Regions from separate parts of the Mus musculus genome. Here region 1 is linked to region 2. A link is a contact called in public Hi-C data. All regions are on one chromosome and are shown on one strand. Each heading gives the region's core, a stretch centred on a gene start, on an enhancer-like site or on the middle of the called end of the contact. The rest is flanking DNA. Distances are from core to core; before and after follow the strand shown.

Evidence for each region. Hi-C and Micro-C count contacts between places; a contact is called where the count stands out from the background.
Region 1: a Hi-C map of muscle stem cells shows a contact between it and region 2, with 3 times the contacts expected there. The contact joins the promoter of Fos here to the promoter of Ltbp2 in region 2. A contact is called at or near these places in 2 of 484 Hi-C or Micro-C datasets (embryonic stem cells and muscle stem cells).

What each region holds. Positions count from the first base shown.
Region 1 is chr12:85,470,921-85,476,326 of GRCm38.p6, reverse strand. It overlaps Fos (FBJ osteosarcoma oncogene), which reads right to left and starts at 2,437. Exons shown (of 4, transcript NM_010234.3): 1 at 2,147-2,437; 2 at 1,141-1,392; 3 at 628-735; 4 at 1-510. The coding sequence starts at 2,287.
Region 2 is chr12:84,874,705-84,880,298 of GRCm38.p6, reverse strand. Ltbp2 (latent transforming growth factor beta binding protein 2) reads left to right here and starts at 3,808. Exons shown (of 36, transcript NM_001370743.1): 1 at 3,808-4,543. The coding sequence starts at 4,068. D030025P21Rik (RIKEN cDNA D030025P21 gene) reads right to left here and starts at 4,497. Exons shown (of 1, transcript NR_028577.1): 1 at 544-4,497.

The sequences.
Region 1 (5,406 bases), core at 1,188-3,687, 600 kb before region 2:
GTAAGTAGTGCAGCCCGGAGTACAGGTGACCACGGGAGTACACAGGGGCTCCAGCTCTGTGACCATGGGCCCCATCCCCAAGGAATTGCTGTGCAGAGGCTCCCAGTCTGCTGCATAGAAGGAACCGGACAGGTCCACATCTGGCACAGAGCGGGAGGTCTCTGAGCCACTGGGCCTAGATGATGCCGGAAACAAGAAGTCATCAAAGGGTTCTGCCTTCAGCTCCACGTTGCTGATGCTCTTGACTGGCTCCAAGGATGGCTTGGGCTCAGGGTCGTTGAGAAGGGGCAGGGTGAAGGCCTCCTCAGACTCTGGGGTGGAAGCCTCAGGCAGACCTCCAGTCAAATCCAGGGAGGCCACAGACATCTCCTCTGGGAAGCCAAGGTCATCGGGGATCTTGCAGGCAGGTCGGTGGGCTGCCAAAATAAACTCCAGTTTTTCCTTCTCTTTCAGCAGATTGGCAATCTCAGTCTGCAACGCAGACTTCTCATCTTCAAGTTGATCTGTCTCCTGCATAGGGAGAGATATAAGAAAGCATAAGACACGGGCATGCTCAAGGACCCTGCGCCCATAGTCCCAAGCTCCAACTTTAATAAAGTTTCAGGAGCAGCAGCTGGTTCAACCTACCGCTTGGAGTGTATCTGTCAGCTCCCTCCTCCGATTCCGGCACTTGGCTGCAGCCATCTTATTCCGTTCCCTTCGGATTCTCCGTTTCTCTTCCTCTTCAGGAGATAGCTATAGAAGAAAAGGACCAACATTCAGTTAAGGTTGTCTAGTGTCACCTCCATTCAGTCACCCCAGTGAAACTGGCTCCTACAGCACCCGCACCTCTCGGTGAAGCAGTTTTTCTAACCTGCAGTTGGCAGGCAGAGTGTGATTTGCATTTAAAGTGAGATCTTTAGCAGGGGAACAAAGAAGCTCCCCGGCTAGAGAATGAAGTAGGAAGCTGTCAGGGAAACTGTCTAGAGTTTGTCTTGGGTCCAACTGTCAAAATCTGACAAGGGAGGGAAAGGGCTAGCAGCCACAGCTCCTGGTCAGGAAGTGCAGTCAGTAGCGTCCCTTCTCTGTTGTGTGGTCTGTGCGTCAGTCTCCGCCCCCCCCCCCCCCCCCAGCCCACAAAGGTCCAGAATCGCTGCTCACCTGCTCTACTTTGCCCCTTCTGCCGATGCTCTGCGCTCTGCCTCCTGACACGGTCTTCACCATTCCCGCTCTGGCGTAAGCCCCAGCAGACTGGGTGGGGAGTCCGTAAGGATGGGGCGCTCTGGTCTGCGATGGGGCCACGGAGGAGACCAGAGTGGGCTGCACCAGCCACTGCAGGTCTGGGCTGGTGGAGATGGCTGTCACCGTGGGGATAAAGTTGGCACTAGAGACGGACAGATCTGCGCAAAAGTCCTGAAACAAAACAAAAAGAGGAAAGCGGAGGTGAGCGAGGAGGTTCCAGACACAGGTGGAGCAAGTGGCCCTAGTGTCGCATGAAGCAGGGAGAGAGAAGCATTCCGGTCAGAGACTGCTTATGTCTTCCTGTATGCACCTCATCGGAGATAAAAGCTCTCCCAATATCCTCCCTTGAATTCCGCAGCGCAGCCTTTCTCCTCCATCCTACTGCTGCGTTCCCGTTATCCCTTCGGCATCACTCGCTCGAAAGGGGGTTTGTTATAAATATCCCTGACGTCTGCGCTGACGCAGGCGCTGCTCCGGAGTCTCCAGAATGAACTCGCTTTTTATCAATGAAACTGCCTTACACACCCGCCCGCAGCACCCTCCTCCCTCCTCCCTCCTCCCTGCTCCAGGCTGCCCCGGGAGGGGGGATTGCCGCGGTTTGCCGCCTCCCAAACTCTAGTTAGCGACTCTTTGCTCGAGACTTGTTGGCCCCGGCTGATCTCAGAAACAAGTCGGCCGAGAGAAGAATGCAGGCAGGCCACTCAGAATAAACCTGCCGCGCGGGAAGGGGTCACTAAGTCTTACTATGACAAGTGTGCACGCGCTCAGACAAGTCCTGGGTTCCCAGGCTAAGGCTGCTCTGACCGCGCCAGTCTCCCTCCAGAGCGAAAAAGGAAGACCCCCCCGCCCCTGCGAGTCACACCCCAGTGTCTCCTCCACGGCGACCCTCAGCGCGGACCTGGCGGCTACACAAAGCCAAACTCACCTGTGTGTTGACAGGAGAGCCCATGCTGGAGAAGGAGTCGGCTGGGGAATGGTAGTAGGAAAGGCTGTCCCCGGCCGGGGAGGCGCTACTGCAGCGGGAGGATGACGCCTCGTAGTCGGCGTTGAAACCCGAGAACATCATGGTCGAAGTTTGGGGAAAGCCCGGCAAGGGGTCCAGGGGTAGACACTGGTGGGAGCTGCAGAGCAGAGCTGGGTGGGAGCGCGGTCACTGCTCGTTCGCGGAACCGCCGGCTCTATCCAGTCTTCTCAGTTGCTCGCTGCAGTCGCGGTTGGAGTAGTAGGCGCCTCAGCTGGCGCCTTTATAGAAGCGCTGTGAATGGATGGACTTCCTACGTCACTGGGCGGAACTGGAAGGGGGGGGAAGCGCGCCCCAAGGCCCTCTGCGGGCGCTCTGTCGTCAACTCTACGCCCCAGGCTTTCAACCCCCGTCTTGGCATACATCTTTCACCTATGAGTGTTCACATTTGGGATCTTAGGGGGTCTCCTAGACCTTCCGCGTGTAGGATTTCGGAGATGGTCCCCCCCCCAGAACAACAGGGACCGGCCGTGGAAACCTGCTGACGCAGATGTCCTAATATGGACATCCTGTGTAAAGGAGGGAGGGATTGACGGGAACAGCTCGCCGGCTGCAGCCAACTCTGAGGGTGCAGCGCAGGGGGGGAACCGGGGCCGCGGCCGGGGGAGGGGAGGCGGGAAAGGCAGAGAAGGCGAGCGAACATTCGCACCTGATTCAATGTGGACCCGGTTCCCAGGGTCAAGGGATGAGACCCGGGTCATTGTCCAGCAATCTGGAACTTTTTTTTTTTTTTTGAGTCTCTGGTATTAGGAGAAGCAAGTACGCAGCCTTAAAGGCTCGAAGCCTCTGTTCCTAAAGGAAAGCTTGCCCACATCAGCCCCCCATCCCAAATCAGTGCAGAGAAGAAAAAGGGGGGGTCAGCTTCTCAGCCCCTCTCTCCAGCTCCTTGCCTGGAGAAACTTTAGGACTGAGGTTGGAAGCAGCAAGTGAAGGATTGTAAATAAGTGTACAATAACCTGATTTAACTACAGTACTGGGTTCATTCATAAATTCGTGTTTTAAAGGACGGCAGCACCTACTCCCCGACCCTTAGCCACTTAGAGCTATCAAGGCGACAGTCCCCGTTGACACTGACGGATAAACATTGTGCAAAACCACCCTACAAGTATGCCTGAAGGGGTCGTATGTTTAGTTTTGAGCTGAGACCAGAGGGCGAGTCGGGGCAGGGGGGGAGCTCAGAATTACAAAGTGAGGTGAGCTCGGGGGGGGGGGGGGAGGAGAAAGCAAGTCGGTGCTGGGGAGATGGGGGTCTGAATACGTGCAGCCTGGAAACTGCGCTTACAAGGAACCCGCCTGCAGCGGGTGATTTTCCAGATCGGACTTGGGAAGGGGGGTGGGGGCGCAGAGGGGACGGGAAGAAAGGTTCCCAGCTGTGCCGAGATTTTGGCGTCTGGGACCTGAGAACAGCTTTGAGTCTTGGAAGATGGAACTTTGAAGAGGTCAGGTGCTTCAGTGTAGAACAAACACACCCCTACTTGCCCTCGGCCTCCTGTCCTTCCGCAGAGGACAAGCCGGGTTAGACTGACTGGGCCGGTCACCTCTGGGATAGGAAACCGCAGATCCTCGCAGAACTCATGTGTCCCCCTCGTCTCCATTCTGAGGGTCCCAAGGGTCAAGCCAAACGGTGGGCATTCCAAGACGGACTAGAGAGGATTAGGACAGCGGATGGATCTTTAGGGGCGCAAGGGGTGCAGAACCACAAACCTGCCTCGGGCCGCCGCACCCGGGAGCTAGGCGATCTTTCTATAGATAGTAACAGCGAAGCGGCTGTTTACAGCAACACAGCGCCGCCAGGGCCGTCTCCAGGCGACGGAGCGGCCGGGCGCACGGTCCGCCCATCCAGGCCACCCGCCCTCCCTGCTCCCTAGGAACCTCTGCCTCCCTGGCCAGGCTGCGTCCGCTCCCGCCGACTGACATCACCCTCGGGTTCGGGGGGCTGATCCCGGCTGGCTCCTGCCTCTGCGTTAGCCTCCATTCTTAGAGATCCAAACCCAGCGGGAGCGGGGAGGGCAGGGAGGCGGGGATTCGTGGAAATAGGCCACTTGCTATTTTTGCATTCCCTGTCACAGGCAGAGGTGAAAACAGAATTTCATCATTGTATGTCATTAGTTTATGTTGGTGGGAATTTAGGCCCCCCTTTTTTTTCTCACTCGGAAGAGGGGGGAGGGAAAGAGAACAACACGATATAGAAACACAGGCTTCGTGTAGCTGCTCAATCCTGAAGGGATTTCGTGGCCTGCAGCTCGTCTGTCATGTGCTCCCACCGTTCTTTACTGTGAAAGGGAGAGACAGAAAAATTATGCAGACGTCTTCCCTCTTGTTAATTTCGACAAAGTAGGTCAACCTTTGAGTTCCTGGGTCTGTCTGGCCTTGCCTTCCACTCATAACTGCGTCTCAGGGACTCTTAGAGAAAAACTGCAGAGATTTGATTTATTTCCTTTTCAGGTTTGAAGCAGCTCTGGCCAACACCTCAAAGATGTGTCAAGATTTTATATCCAGGATTTATCTCATACATCACTTACTTTGGCAGTAAAAAAAGAGAGGTCTTTGGATGATCCTTCCTCCTCCAAAGAGTTCCCCCCCCCCCTTCTTGGCAACATTATGGCCAGAGAGTTGAACATCTAATACATCTGTCCTCTGAAAAGGACAAGCCAGAGACTGGAGAGATGGTTCAGTGGTTAAGAACACTGGCTGCGCAGCCAGGCGTGGTGGCGAACACCTTTAATCCCAGCACTTGGGAGGCAGAGGCAAGTGGATTTCTGAGTTCGAGCCCAGCCTGGTCTACAGAATGAGTTCTAGGACAGCCAGGGCTATACAGAGAAACCCTGTCTCGAAAAAAAACAAAAACAAAAAAAGAGAGAGTATTACGGGGCTGCAGTAAGCGGCTTGACAGATCTAAGGATGGAGTAGCAAGGGGGCACAGTGAGGGTTCAAGACAGGACTCAGGAGAAGTGACTGCAATATAGAGTGGGGCCTAGATCATCTGTCCTCTGGATAAGACCAGGACTGAAAAGGGTCAGCGCATCATATAGGGTCCAAGCCCACTACTCAGACCCTCCTGTGTCCTCCTGCACGAGTGATCATCTGACAAGACACTCTTACATCTCAGTCTGTTCATAGCACCCATTCATTAGTATAAACATCACATCTTTTTTTTTTCTTTC
Region 2 (5,594 bases), core at 2,559-5,058:
CTGAATGGGCGGCAGACTTCCAGAAATGCAGGCCGGGGAGACAGAGCAGTAATAATGACTTGGACACACAGGAGGAAAAAATAGCTCAGGGACAAGATGACGCCAAGGTTTCTGGCCTTGAGAAGCTCTTGGGGATATGAGGTGAGCATTGGGGATGGAGAGGAGGGCCCATGAAGGCACCAGGGCAGGTAGAACAGGAGGAAGGTCTGGACTGCAGAGATGGGCACCCATTGCAACCAGGAAGAGTCAGCACGGGCTGGCTGGCGATTGCTTCACTGTAAAGGGAGGAAATGAAGTGTTCTGGGGACGGAGGTGGCGTTCATCCCCAAGGACAGCAAGTATGAGAGTTTGGACCAGGAGTGGCCACCCAGAGCTCACATTTTCCTCTCTTCAAATGGGCTTAGCGATACCAGTTGCGCCTGGTTGATGGGGCACTCTGTCATTCATCCCAGAGCTGCCATCCAGGTGTCTCTTGACCACCCACCAGATTCTAGCCCTGTTGTATGTTCAGCTCAGTTAGAGATACAGTAGCTAGGGAAGTCAGACTGATGAGTAATTTTATAGATTGTGGAACAGGACTCTTTCTGTGGTTTTAGTGTGTCTGCTGAAGCTGGGCTGGGGAGATGGTTCAGTTGATGGGGTGCCTGCCTGCAAACACGAGGACCTAAGTTTGGTCCCCAGAACACAGGTTAAAATAAAATAAAATAAAATAAACCGAAAAACAAAAGAAAGAGAGAAAGAAGAAGAAGAAGGAAAAAAGAAATGAAAAACCAGGCATGAAAGCATGTGTCTGTTAATTCCAGCACTGGGAAGGCAGAGGCAGATAAATCTCCCGGGCTTCTTAAACAGCTAGTCTAGTGGAATCAGTAAGTCCCAGGCCAGTGAGAGATCTTGATGGATGACCACTGAGGAATGACACTCAAGGGTGACCTCAGGCTACCACACATGTATGCAACCCCACATGAACATGCACGCGCGCACACACACACAAACATACACTGTCCACTCAAGTGACAGAGCCTAGAACAACAGGGCCTTCTGAAGAGAAGTATAGGACACAGTTAAGTAGAACAGGTCTTTTACCAACTACCTTGGTTCCTGCCCATAGGTGAAAAAGATGGAGTTAGCCACTGGGGCAAGAACTCTCTGGTCAACTTAGAAGCCGGGGTTCAGGTTTCCCTGAGCCTGAGGACACTCCTAATGCAGGCCACCATCTGGCAGAAGAGGAGATGCTATGACTGCTGTCTTTTTTTCTGGTGCTCGGGCAATCGATGGCTATTACAGATCTCCCCACCACCACAGATGCCAAGACACAGTAAGAGAGTTCTTGGCAGCTACTAATGTGCATCTTTAGAAACTGAGCAAGAACACATATGAAGAAACTCACATGCACTTCCTGATGGAGAATTGTAACTGTGGAACTTTGCTAGAATAGTCTACATGGTAGGGAAGTTAAGTAGCCACCTTACCATTGCCTGGCCTGGCAGGGACTGGAATGTCTCTTGGGGCAAGGAATGCAGGATTGCCAAGAGGTTGGTCAAAGATGACTTTGCTATGACAGTTTGGGGTGGAACACACACACACACACACACACACACCCAAAGAACCCACACATGCCTATGAATGAGCTGACCAATGCTTGGGCATCAGCTAAATAAGACTTTGTTACTCCTTTTCTGACACTTCCTGTGGAAACATGACCCTGGAGAGCCAGAGCGTGAAAGGGGAGTCTGAAGAACAGATCCGACCCCACCCACCCCACTTTCCCCACTATAGGGCCTGCAGCTTTTTCATGAGGATACAGTGGGGAGAGGAAGAGGATTAAATTAGATATGATCGTGATGGAATTGAATAGCTTTCAACTCTTTAGCTTCTAAAGTTGATCTTAGTTACAAAGGCTACTTAGTTACTTAGTTCTTGTATCTGGTAGAAATTGGCAAGCCAAGGACCCTGTCTGACATGTATTAAGTAAAGAAGAATGGAGCTAAAGAGAGCTGGTGGTGAAGAGCACTTGCTGTCCCTAGAGGTCCCTAGTTCCCAGCCACCTTGGGTGGCTCACAATCACCTGTAAGTCCGGCTCCAGGAGATCCTGTGTAACTGGCTTCCAAAGGACCCTGCACTCGTGTGCACACACCCATATGTAGACATATACACACACCTACACATAGCTGAAAATAATTTTTTAAAATATGTTTTAAAAGAGGAGGGAAGAACTGGGAGGTGGCACCGTATGCCTTTAATCCCAGTACTCAGGGGACAGACAAATCTCTGAGCTGAAGGCCATCCTGTCTTACAAAGGAGACAGCCAGAGCTAAACAGAGAAACTCTGTCTTGAGAAAAACCAAAACCAAAGAATAACAACAAAAACCAAACCAACCCAAGACAACAACAAAGCCCCAGGAAATGATTTCCCCTTGTAAGTGGGCAAGCTTGGGTATTTCCTCACAGGAATGGGAAGCGGAAGAACACACATGGCCACTGTAGGGGCCGATGTTTGCTCTGTGAGGTGAAATGAAGAGGTAGTCCTGAAGACCTCTTGGAGATGAATACTCTAGGTAGAGAGATGAGCCGTCACAATGCATCAAACATTTGCCAAGCAGAGACTGTGAGGGTACTGTGTAATGAATACCGAGCAGGAGTAAGTTCAGATCGGTCAGAAAACCAGCCGGGCAGGGAGGACTCCGTAGGCCAGTGTCAAATATTGAGACTTTCTAATCCAGTTAGGTATTACTTAGGATTCTGGGAAGGGAGGGGCTGGTATGGGAAGTTGTAATTGGTGCCTTTACAGGCTCTTTTATCCTGTCTGCTTAGGAGCCAGTAGGCTGTGAAAACACTTTCAGGAAAACCATATATGCCTAGCCTTTTAGGCTTTGGGGCATGGGACACAGGGAAGAAGGTTAATTTAGGTGGGAGGCAACGGACATCCCTGTCCCCTTCAATACAAGAAGGTGTGAGAACCCGGCCCAGCAGGGCTCAAAGGCTCATGCAGCCCCTTGGGGAAATTCTCCAAGGAATGAGGGGCGGTGGTAGGAGTTCAAAGAGTGGACTGTGGGCCAGAGGCCACTAGCCTGGGTTTTATTTCCATCTTTAGCAATACTCTCCTTTAGTCACCTTATTCAAGAGGCTCCATGCCTACCTTTGTAAAAAGAGAACAACTCTTCCAGCGGGCATCCACCATCACCATAGGCCCAGGTCAAGGCTTGGCGCCACAGGAAGCAGATTAAGATCTAGGCTCTAAGCAGGTTGGCAGAGTGTGTCGCTACAAAACACGGTGGCCAAGGGTGTGACCAGCTCCACCAGGGGGCGCGCGCCCCAAGTTGCCCTTCCCCATAGGCAACCGGCTCTTGGGAGCTGCCCCAGGGACACCTGCATTCTCGCCTAGCGCCCCCAGCGGTCAGAGGTGGAAGCAACGAGACCAGGCGCGCATGCCTCGGGCTCGGTCCCCATTACTCCGGTCTGGGTACCTTCCCCAGCTTCCTTCAGGCCCGAGAAGCAGTTCATCTGGGTCCGTGAGGTCAGGAACAGAAAATACATCCAGGACAGGTGGACAACTTGAGTTTGCCCAGGACAGGAAAAAGGCAGCTCAGGTGCGCTGGTCCAGGCAGACGCCATCTGTCTTTCCAGTCCCCGGGTCTGCCCTGTCGCCCGCAGCTCCTCACGGGTTAATCCCCTCGCCGCCCGCTCGCTTCTCGGTGCCAAAGAGGGTGTTGCTGGAATTCTTGTCTCCCGTAATAAGGGGGCCGAGCTGTCCCTCCAAGGAGGGGGGCATGGCGTGGATAAAAGAGGCGAAAAAGCAGGGGGCGGTTTCCAAAAATAAAACCCTTCGGTTCCCCTTCAGACGGCGGCAGTGCGGGAGCGAAGGTGCGGCAGGCTCGGGCTCGGTGCGCAGCCCGGGCAGCTCACGCCATACAGCCCTTACCTAGGAACCCCTGGACCCCCAAACGGCTGTTTCAGAGGTCCCCTAGACGGGAAGGGGCAAGTCGCCAGGCGGGTCTGTGGAGCGAACGATGGAAAGCACCTCCCCGCGAGGTCTCCGGTGCCCACAGCTCTGCAGCCACTCTGGCGCCATGAGAGCGCCGACCACCGCTCGCTGCTCCGGATGCATCCGACGGGTGCGTTGGAGGGGCTTCCTGCCACTTGTCCTGGCTGTCTTGATGGGGACAAGTCATGCCCAACGGGATTCCATAGGGAGATACGAACCAGCTAGCAGGGATGCGAATCGGTTGTGGCACCCCGTGGGCAGCCACCCCGCAGCGGCTGCAGCCAAGGTGTACAGTCTGTTCCGAGAGCCTGACGCGCCGGTCCCCGGCTTGTCGCCCTCTGAGTGGAACCAGCCGGCCCAGGGGAACCCTGGGAGGCTCGCAGAGGCCGAGGCCAGGAGGCCACCCCGAACCCAGCAGCTGCGTCGAGTCCAGCCACCTGTCCAGACTCGGAGAAGCCATCCCCGGGGCCAGCAGCAGATAGCAGCCAGGGCTGCACCTTCTGTCGCGCGCCTGGAAACCCCTCAGCGACCCGCGGCTGCACGGCGAGGGCGGCTCACCGGGTGAGCACTGAAGAGGGGATAGGGCTGGGGGCGGGGTGGAGCAAAGGGATGCGGGTATCCCGGACAGTTACGCCTTCAGTGGAGTGCGGGTCCTGTCCCTTTGTCCTCAGTAACTACTAGAGAAACCGCTCCGAGGTTCCGAAACCGGGGCTCGGACCAGCTTTCAAAAAGTTATTTTGGGGAAAATAAATCTACTATCTGTTCCCTTGGACACCAGTTCTCCCAGAACCCCGACGTTAAGCTCGTGTGCGTTTCTCACTCATTCTGTGCTGGGCTAACGAGCTGCAGTGGCTGGGTGGGCGCTCTGGGTTCTTGAGGCCCAGAGAAGGATAAACTGGCTCCGGGCGCCAGTAGGTGGAGGATCTGGGCGGGGGGGGGGGGGGGGGAGTGGGGACATCAGGGCGCGAAGACAGACGCATCTCCAGGAACGGGCTGACAGCGAAGCAGGCGCGCCAAGACAAGTGTATAGTCCGGGCTCAGGTCTGCTGGGACACGCAGAGGACTTAGGCAAGGGTTTAGGAGCTCTGTGAAAGAGAAGGCTGCCCTGACCTGTGCGAGGGACTGGGTCTGTGTTCCAGGAAGTCTAGATGTCAGCGTTGTTTGCACATTTTGAAAAGCCACGCCTCGCTCCAACTCTTCAACTTATTATTTTGCACCACTCGCTGCGGGTTCTGGACTCTGTTATCACAGGAGGTCCCCTCCCCGCCCCAACAACGCCTTGCCCAGGATTTAATGAGTTGGGGACCTCTCCTGAGTACCCAGGTGTCTCTGGAGTGAAGGCACAGGAGCCTGGCAATGCCAGACTGGGCAAGGTGCAATTGATTAGTCTAGGAGGGGCTTTGGCAGCCCTTGGCCTGAGCCTGGTTTATCTGTCCGTTGTAGTTCCAGGTAGCATTCCCGTTGCTTGTACGCCTAGTCCCACTACAGAGGATCTTCTGCCTCCTGCTCTGCACACATACTCTTCTCTTGCCTGCAACGGTCTTCTGTATCTTAGCAAAGTTCACCGTGTCTCATCCCTTCTGTGCCCTCATCCAGCTTTATGCTTTCTTAT